2 separate regions of the Triticum aestivum genome follow, and region 1 is linked to region 2. Evidence: chromatin contacts called from public Hi-C data. All regions are on one chromosome and are shown on one strand. Each heading gives the region's core, a stretch centred on a gene start, on an enhancer-like site or on the middle of the called end of the contact. The rest is flanking DNA. Distances are from core to core; before and after follow the strand shown. Region 1 holds the start of LOC123045389 (neutral/alkaline invertase 3, chloroplastic). Region 2 holds the start of LOC123045387 (1,4-alpha-glucan-branching enzyme 2, chloroplastic/amyloplastic).

Region 1 (3,477 bases), core at 620-3,119, 270 kb before region 2:
TTCTGGGGTAAGCATCTCACGTGCACACAAGAGGGCTGAATAGAACAGTGACTGCACAAGAAATGAAAATGATATATGAGAAATCATGCATAAATAGCAGAAAGTAATCCTCACTCATCTACAGACTAGCAGGGGAGGATCACGTGGCACTATTAACCATAATCTTAGATTGACCTGAATAACCATGTTTTTAAAGACAGGTGCTTCGATTGGCCAATATTTGTGTTTCAGGCCAGAACTGTGCTCCGTGCAGTGAAATGAGTGATACCCAAAAAGAATTCAAGACATGTAAGAACTCTCTCATTCCTTGTGTAAAAATATACCAGACTCCATAACTGTATTTACTATTTAGTGCCTGTGCCATCGTCATATATGTTTGTGTTGCTATGGTTATGTGCTTTTTGCTGTTTATTGTGTGTGTGTGTGTGTGTGTGTGTGTGTGTGTGATGTTTCACTGCGCTGTTACTTTCGGACATTTGTGCTACCTGAATCTCCAGTGGGTGTCCATGGATACCCATTCGACGATCCATCATGCAGGAGCCATCAGTGACTAGCAACGTGGGGAACATGTCAAACCCATCAGCTAAGCAGAGCTTCAAGATCAATTTTATTCCAGTCTGGACATCGATTCTCTCGTGAAATGAAAGGTCTCCTGAACATTTTCCATATGCCCTCAATAATATGATCCACCATAGACCTGAAAACCATCATTAAGGCCCTCTTTTTTATGCTATATGCGCGTATTAACAGAGTCAACATTACCTGAATTAAAAGGTTTATTAAAAAACTTTACCCGAATCAACCGGTGCCACACGGCCTATAGCAGCCTCCCCAAAATCAGGATCGAGGACTTCCTCAGTTGCGCCTTCTTCATCACCTTCAAGCGGAACAACACGCACCTTGAAACTAGCTGGCATCAAGCCTTGCCCTGGACTGTGGCAGTCCATGGTTTTCTCCCAGCTCTATAGATGGTCAACAATCAGTTTTTACAAATTATTACAAGTTTCATACATGATAGGCAGTACATTGAGCAGAATGGTGTCCTGATTTATTGCCTTCAACTAGTAATTTCATATAGGTTGTGCTTAATCTTATTGGAACTGAGGAGCATCAAGATACATCAATGATTCAATTGCATATACCCATTATTAACAACACAAGTAAGAGGAGCATCTGTATTGACAGACACCAACCGACCGAAATACTCCTACTAGTATGAAGGGTGGGTGACCTGGAGCTGGAGCGTGTGCAGGATGAAGTTGCGGACGATGTCGTACTCCCCCTTGAGCAGGAAGGCGATGCCCGAGGGCACGAAGTCCCGGATGAAGACCTGGTCGTAGTTGAGCGGGCTGGAGTCGTTGGGGTCACAGGCGGCGATGGTGCCCACGGGGCTGCCGCAGTAGCTCACCACTGACTCCCGGAGGAGCGCCCACGCCTCCTCCTCCAGGTCGCTCGCCGCGCGCCGCCTCTGCTGCGGCGCGTGATCGGCGGCGCCGTTCAAGTCCCTCCCGGCGATATCGCCGGCGGGAGCGGGAGCGGGAGGCTTGAGGGCGGGGTCATGGTCGTGCGCTCTCGGGTTGCTGCTGGGATGCAGCGAGCTGGCGGCGCGGGGAGGGTTCCGCCGCCTCCCGCCCTTCCTCGCATGGGATCCGACCCCGACCCTGAGGGAGGTGAGCCGCGGGGGCGCCGCGCCGGAGCATCCGAGATGCAGGCGCAGCGGGGCGGCAGCCTGTGCGATCCCCATGCGATGGGAGGAGCCGTCGAATCGAACCTGTGTTGAGCCGCAAAAGCGAAACTGACGGGATTGATTGGCTGTGCGCGGGGCACGAGGGGGATGCAAACAAAGGCGTTCCAGTGGGCGAAGCGAAGCGCCGTTTTGGCTGCTTGTCGGTGAGGCCGTCCGTCACGGAGGGGTGGGCGACGGGGACCCGTGCGTGGCCACCACTCGGTGCTTCTCTCCCTATGCACGCCACGCCTCTCCCTGCCTCGATGCTAGTCTCATCTAGTTTTGCCTCTATGAACGTTATCAATCAGTTGCTTTTCCAAATTTAAAAGGCCACCCATATAAAGAATAATCCAAAGGCTAAATAAAAAAGTACGTACTGAAAAGATGGTACTCCTTTTGCCATTGTATGAGACTGCGTCAATTAATTCGGATTGGAGGGAGTGTTTAAGTACAGCGAAATCGTACGATGTTGTACAAGTCAGGAAGTGTTACATTCTCCCACAATGCTTCCCAGCCCTAGGCGTTAGATCCTCCTAAAATGTCAACCAGCCAACTATTTCCCATCCCACGATGTTAAACTGAACAGCTGCTGCTGCTGCAGGAAAGACTTTCAGCTTCCACCTACATACATCACCAAGATGCCGATTTCAATGTCCGCCGTCATCATGATCATTGTCATTGTCGCCTTCATAGTACTCGTCGTCACGATGAACCTGCTTGTCTTGGGTATGCTCTGCATGAAATAATACACACTTCTGTAAAGAAATAGTATGATGGCACGGTTCAAAAGTGGCTGAATGAAGAAGGATACAGCCAATTTAAGAATAAATAGATAACATTTATTTCATTTCAGGGGAAATTTCTCATTATGTGGCGTGCATATGCTTCGAGAGGACAATGGCGAGTTTGCACGGAGAAATCATCAAGTTTTTACTCGTCCAAATGAGCACTGTCAGACATGCCAGAGGTATTTCACTTACGATCAACACGTTCATCAGGATCCAGCTCGTCTTCATCAAAATCCGGGACATAGAAATCGGGTGGAACCTGCAAAATAAACTCATTATGTATCCGGTCTCTGCTCAGAAACAACAAACTACACTATCCTGGTGGAAGCAAGAAAAATAAAGACAACAAAAGATGCAAAGGCGTATTCTAGTCTTCACATAGTATCCATCCCCAGTTTTAATTGGGATGTTTCAACAACCAACAAGCAAATGGGAATACAAACTAACCTCTTGCATCTGAACGCCAGGTGCATGTTGTATGGCCCGCAAACTCTCCATTACTTGCACTTTGATTGAACTGAGATACGTCTTACTATTCAAGTTGTCCTGGTCCATTCATCAATAGGAAGACAAATATCATTTGCACATCTACACATCTCTAAAGAAAGAAGTTGATATTCTAGTTAAGCGTACCCAACATATAAAAACATGACGCACCAAACAACAGTTAAATCCACAACACCAGGCAGGCATAGAGTTAGAAAGATCAATCAGAAAGGTTCATACCATGTTCAGATTTGGCACTTTCAATGTATAATCTGGACCGAAGTACTCAATGTATTCATTGTCAGGGATCTCTGCAAAGAAAATGCCATGTAAAACTCCGGACAATGGATAACCACTAAGGAAGAATTGCTTACAGAAAGTAGTACTATAAGGGAAGAGTATTAGGACAGTATTGGATTCATTTTCACTTTTCACCTTAAAAGATCAAGAAAAGAAGAAAAAGAATACAAGAAAAAT
Region 2 (3,692 bases), core at 70-2,569:
CGATTCAGTGTCCAGTTTTTTTTTTTTGAGAATTACTCATTCTCTAGATGTATCGATGAGGCCCATGAGGCGTAATCTCTGAGCTCCATTGAACAAGTCTGTACGACACAAAACAGAAAAAATAAGCCCAAAACAAAAATAAGTATGCAGAACCGACCCAAAATTAGGGGCCCCTGGAATTTGGAAGTCCTGGGCGAGCGCACAGCTCGCACAGCCCCCTGGACGGCCCTGTTGAAGATGCTCTAAGCTGGAATGCCCACACGGCATCAAACGAGCCAACCACCCAAACAGGCGCATTCGAGCCAACCACCCAAACAGGCGCATTCGAACTGGACAGACGCTGAGGCAGGAGCCCAGCACCACAGGCTTGAGCCTGATAGCGGACGTGAGTGCGTGACACACGGGGACGAGGGTGTCGAAGCAAAGAAGAGAGACGCACATGAACACCACGATGCTATCAGGCCTGATTAATCATGTGGAGGGAGCAACCATGCGCCTTTTCACCTCTGGAAATTCATAGCTCACACTTTTTTTAATGGAAGCATGAGTTGGCAAACACATGCATTTTCAAACAAGGAAGATTAATTCTCAAATCACCATGACATGTACTCCCTCCGTTCCTAAATATAAATCTTTATAGAGATTCCACTATGAACTATATACGAATGTATATAGATGCATTTTAAGTGTGGATTTATTCATTTTACTCTGTATGTAGTCCACCTAGTGGAATCTATATAAAAACTTACATTTAGAAACAGAGGGAGTAGTAATTCTCAAACCATGCACCGATGAGTCCGCGAGGTGGAAACGAAGAAATGAAAATCAACATCCCAGTTGTCGAGTCGAGAAGAGGATGACACTGAAAGTATGCGTATTACGATTTCATTTACATATATGTACAATACATAATGTACCCTACATTTTTTTTGGAGCAGAGTGGTGTGGTCTTTTTTTTTTACGAAAATGCCATAGCTGGCCCGCATGCGTGCGGATCGGATGATCGGTCGGAGACGACGGACAACGGACACTCCATCGTCACCAACTGCTTTTGTCTGGGAGACAATAAATATTTTTTGTAAACAAAATAAAAATATAAACGAGGGTACTAGAAGGCGGTAACGGCATGGCCAGCTAAACGCGCTCCCAGCCGTTGGTTTGCGATCCCGTCCTCCCTCCCGTCCCCTACGCAACGTCGCCTCCACCGTCCATCCGTCGCTGCCACCTCTGTGCGCGCGCACGAGGGAGGAAGACGACGCAGCACACACACTCTCCCCGTGGGTCCCCTTTCCGGCTTGGCGTCTATCTCCTCTCCCCCCCATCCCCATGCACTGCACAGTACCCGCCAGCTTCCACCCCCGCCGCACACGTTGCTCCCCCTTCTCATCGCTTCTCAATTAATATCTCCATCACTCGGGTTCCGCGCTGCATTTCGGCCGGCGGGTTGAGTGAGATCTGGGCCACTGACCGACTCACTCGCTGCGCGGGGATGGCGACGTTCGCGGTGTCCGGCGCGACCCTCGGTGTGGCGCGGCCCGCCAGCGCCGGCGGCGGACTGCTGCGATCCGGCTCGGAGCGGAGGGGCGGGGTGGACTTGCCGTCGCTGCTCCTCAGGAAGAAGGACTCCTCTCGTACGCCTCGCTCCCTCCAATCTCCCCGTCTGTTTTTGGGCCCCCTTCTCTCTCCCTCGCCTCTCTGCGCGCGCATGGCCTGTTCGATGCTGTTCCCCAGTTGATCTCCATGAACGAGAGAGATAGCTGGATTAGGCGATCGCCTCAGGCCCTGGTGTTACCACGGCTTTGATCATCTCCTCCTTTCATGCTGATATTTTCTCACTCTTTCTTCTGTTCTTGCTGTAACTGCAAGTTGTAGCATTTTTTTGGCGAATAAGTTGTAGCATTGTCTCACTATTGTACTCATCCTTGCATTTGCAGGCGCCGTCCTGAGCCGCGCGGCCTCTCCAGGGAAGGTCCTGGTGCCTGACGGTGAGAGCGACGACTTGGCGGCCACTCCAGCGCAACCCGAAGAATTACAGGTACACACCGTCGTGCCGGAAAATCTTCATGCACCCGTTATTCACTTACCAAATATCGGATGAACCAAGCCGCGGAGGCATCAGGTTTCAAGCTTCTTCTATCAGCATTGTGCACTACTTCACTGCCTTGTGCAGTTTGTTAGCTGTGGCCCCGCGCTGGCTCTTGGGCCACTGAAAACTCAGATGGATGTGCATTCTAGCAAGAACTTCACAAAATAATGCACTGTTTGTGGTTTCGTTAGTCTGCTCTACAATTGCTATTTTTCGTGTGCTGTAGATACCTGAAGATATCGAGGAGCAAACGGCTGAAGTGAACATGACAGGGGGGACTGCAGAGAAACTTCAATATTCAGAACCGACTCAGGGCATTGTGGAAACAATCACTGATGGTGTAACCAAAGGAGTTAAGGAACTAGTCGTGGGGGAGAAACCGCGAGTTGTCCCAAAACCAGGAGATGGGCAGAAAATATACGAGATTGACCCAACGCTGAAAGATTTTCGGAGCCATCTTGACTACCGGTAATGCCTACCCGCTAATTTCGCTCATTTTGAATTAAGGTCCTTTCATCATGCAAATTTGGGGAACATCAAAGAGGCAAAGACTAGGGACCACTGTTTCATACAGTTCCCCTCATGGTCTGAGAATATGCTGGGAAGTATATGTATAATTGCTGGCTACAATTGGCTCATAATTGCAATACAAATAACTGTCTCCGATCATTACAATTACAGAGTGGCAAACTGATGAAAATGTGGTGGATGGGTTATGGATTTTACTTTGCTAATTCCTCTACCAAATTCCTGGGGAAAAAATCTACCAGTTGGGCAACTTAGTTTCTTATCTTTGTTGCCTTTTTGTTTTGGGGAAAACACACTGCTAAATTTGAATGATTTTGGGTATGCCTTGGTGGATTCAACAGATACAGCGAATACAAGAGAATTCGTGCTGCTATTGACCAACATGAAGGTGGATTGGAAGCATTTTCTCGTGGTTATGAAAAGCTTGGATTTACCCGCAGGTAAATTTAAAGCTTTACTATGAAACGCCTCCACTAGTCTAATTGCATATCTTGTAAGAAAATTTATAATTCCTGTTTTCCCCTCTCTTTTTTCCAGTGCTGAAGGTATCATCTAATTGCTTATCTTATAAGAAAATTTATAATTCCTGTTTCCCCCCCTCTTTTTCCAGTGCTGAAGGTATCACTTACCGAGAATGGGCTCCTGGAGCGCATGTACGTCTTAACAGACACCTTCTAATCTATTGTTAATGGTCACTATTCACCAACTAGCTTACTGAACTTACAAAATAGCTTACTGAATACTGACCAGTTACTCTAAATTTATGATCTGGCTTTTGCATCCTGTTACAGTCTGCAGCATTAGTAGGTGACTTCAACAATTGGAATCCAAATGCAGATACTATGACCAGAGTATGTCTACAGCTTGGCAATCTTCCACCTTTGCTTCGTAACTACTGATACATCTATTTGTATTTATTTAACTGTTTGCACGTTCGTTAAAGTTGAGCCTCAACTATATCATACCAAAATGGTATAATTTGTCAGTGTCTTAAGCTTCAGCCTAAAGATCCTACTGAATTTAGTCCATCCTTTTGAGATTGAAAATGAGTATATTAAGGGTGATTGAATACTTGCAA

What was found. Hi-C and Micro-C count contacts between places; a contact is called where the count stands out from the background.
Region 1: a contact with region 2 is called in a Hi-C map of leaf, with 6 times the contacts expected there. The contact joins the promoter of LOC123045389 here to the promoter of LOC123045387 in region 2. A contact is called at or near these places in 2 of 5 Hi-C or Micro-C datasets (both in leaf).

The regions. Positions count from the first base shown.
Region 1 is chr2B:451,295,640-451,299,116 of IWGSC CS RefSeq v2.1, reverse strand. It overlaps LOC123045389 (neutral/alkaline invertase 3, chloroplastic), which reads right to left and starts at 1,869. Exons shown (of 6, transcript XM_044468422.1): 1 at 1,232-1,869; 2 at 794-962; 3 at 486-697; 4 at 1-51. The coding sequence starts at 1,744. LOC123045390 (histone deacetylase 9) reads right to left here. Exons shown (of 14, transcript XM_044468428.1): 11 at 3,241-3,311; 12 at 2,962-3,060; 13 at 2,707-2,773; 14 at 2,101-2,459. The coding sequence ends at 2,374.
Region 2 is chr2B:451,028,205-451,031,896 of IWGSC CS RefSeq v2.1, reverse strand. It overlaps LOC123045387 (1,4-alpha-glucan-branching enzyme 2, chloroplastic/amyloplastic), which reads left to right and starts at 1,319. Exons shown (of 22, transcript XM_044468418.1): 1 at 1,319-1,631; 2 at 1,935-2,035; 3 at 2,313-2,554; 4 at 2,956-3,054; 5 at 3,225-3,267; 6 at 3,406-3,465. The coding sequence starts at 1,490.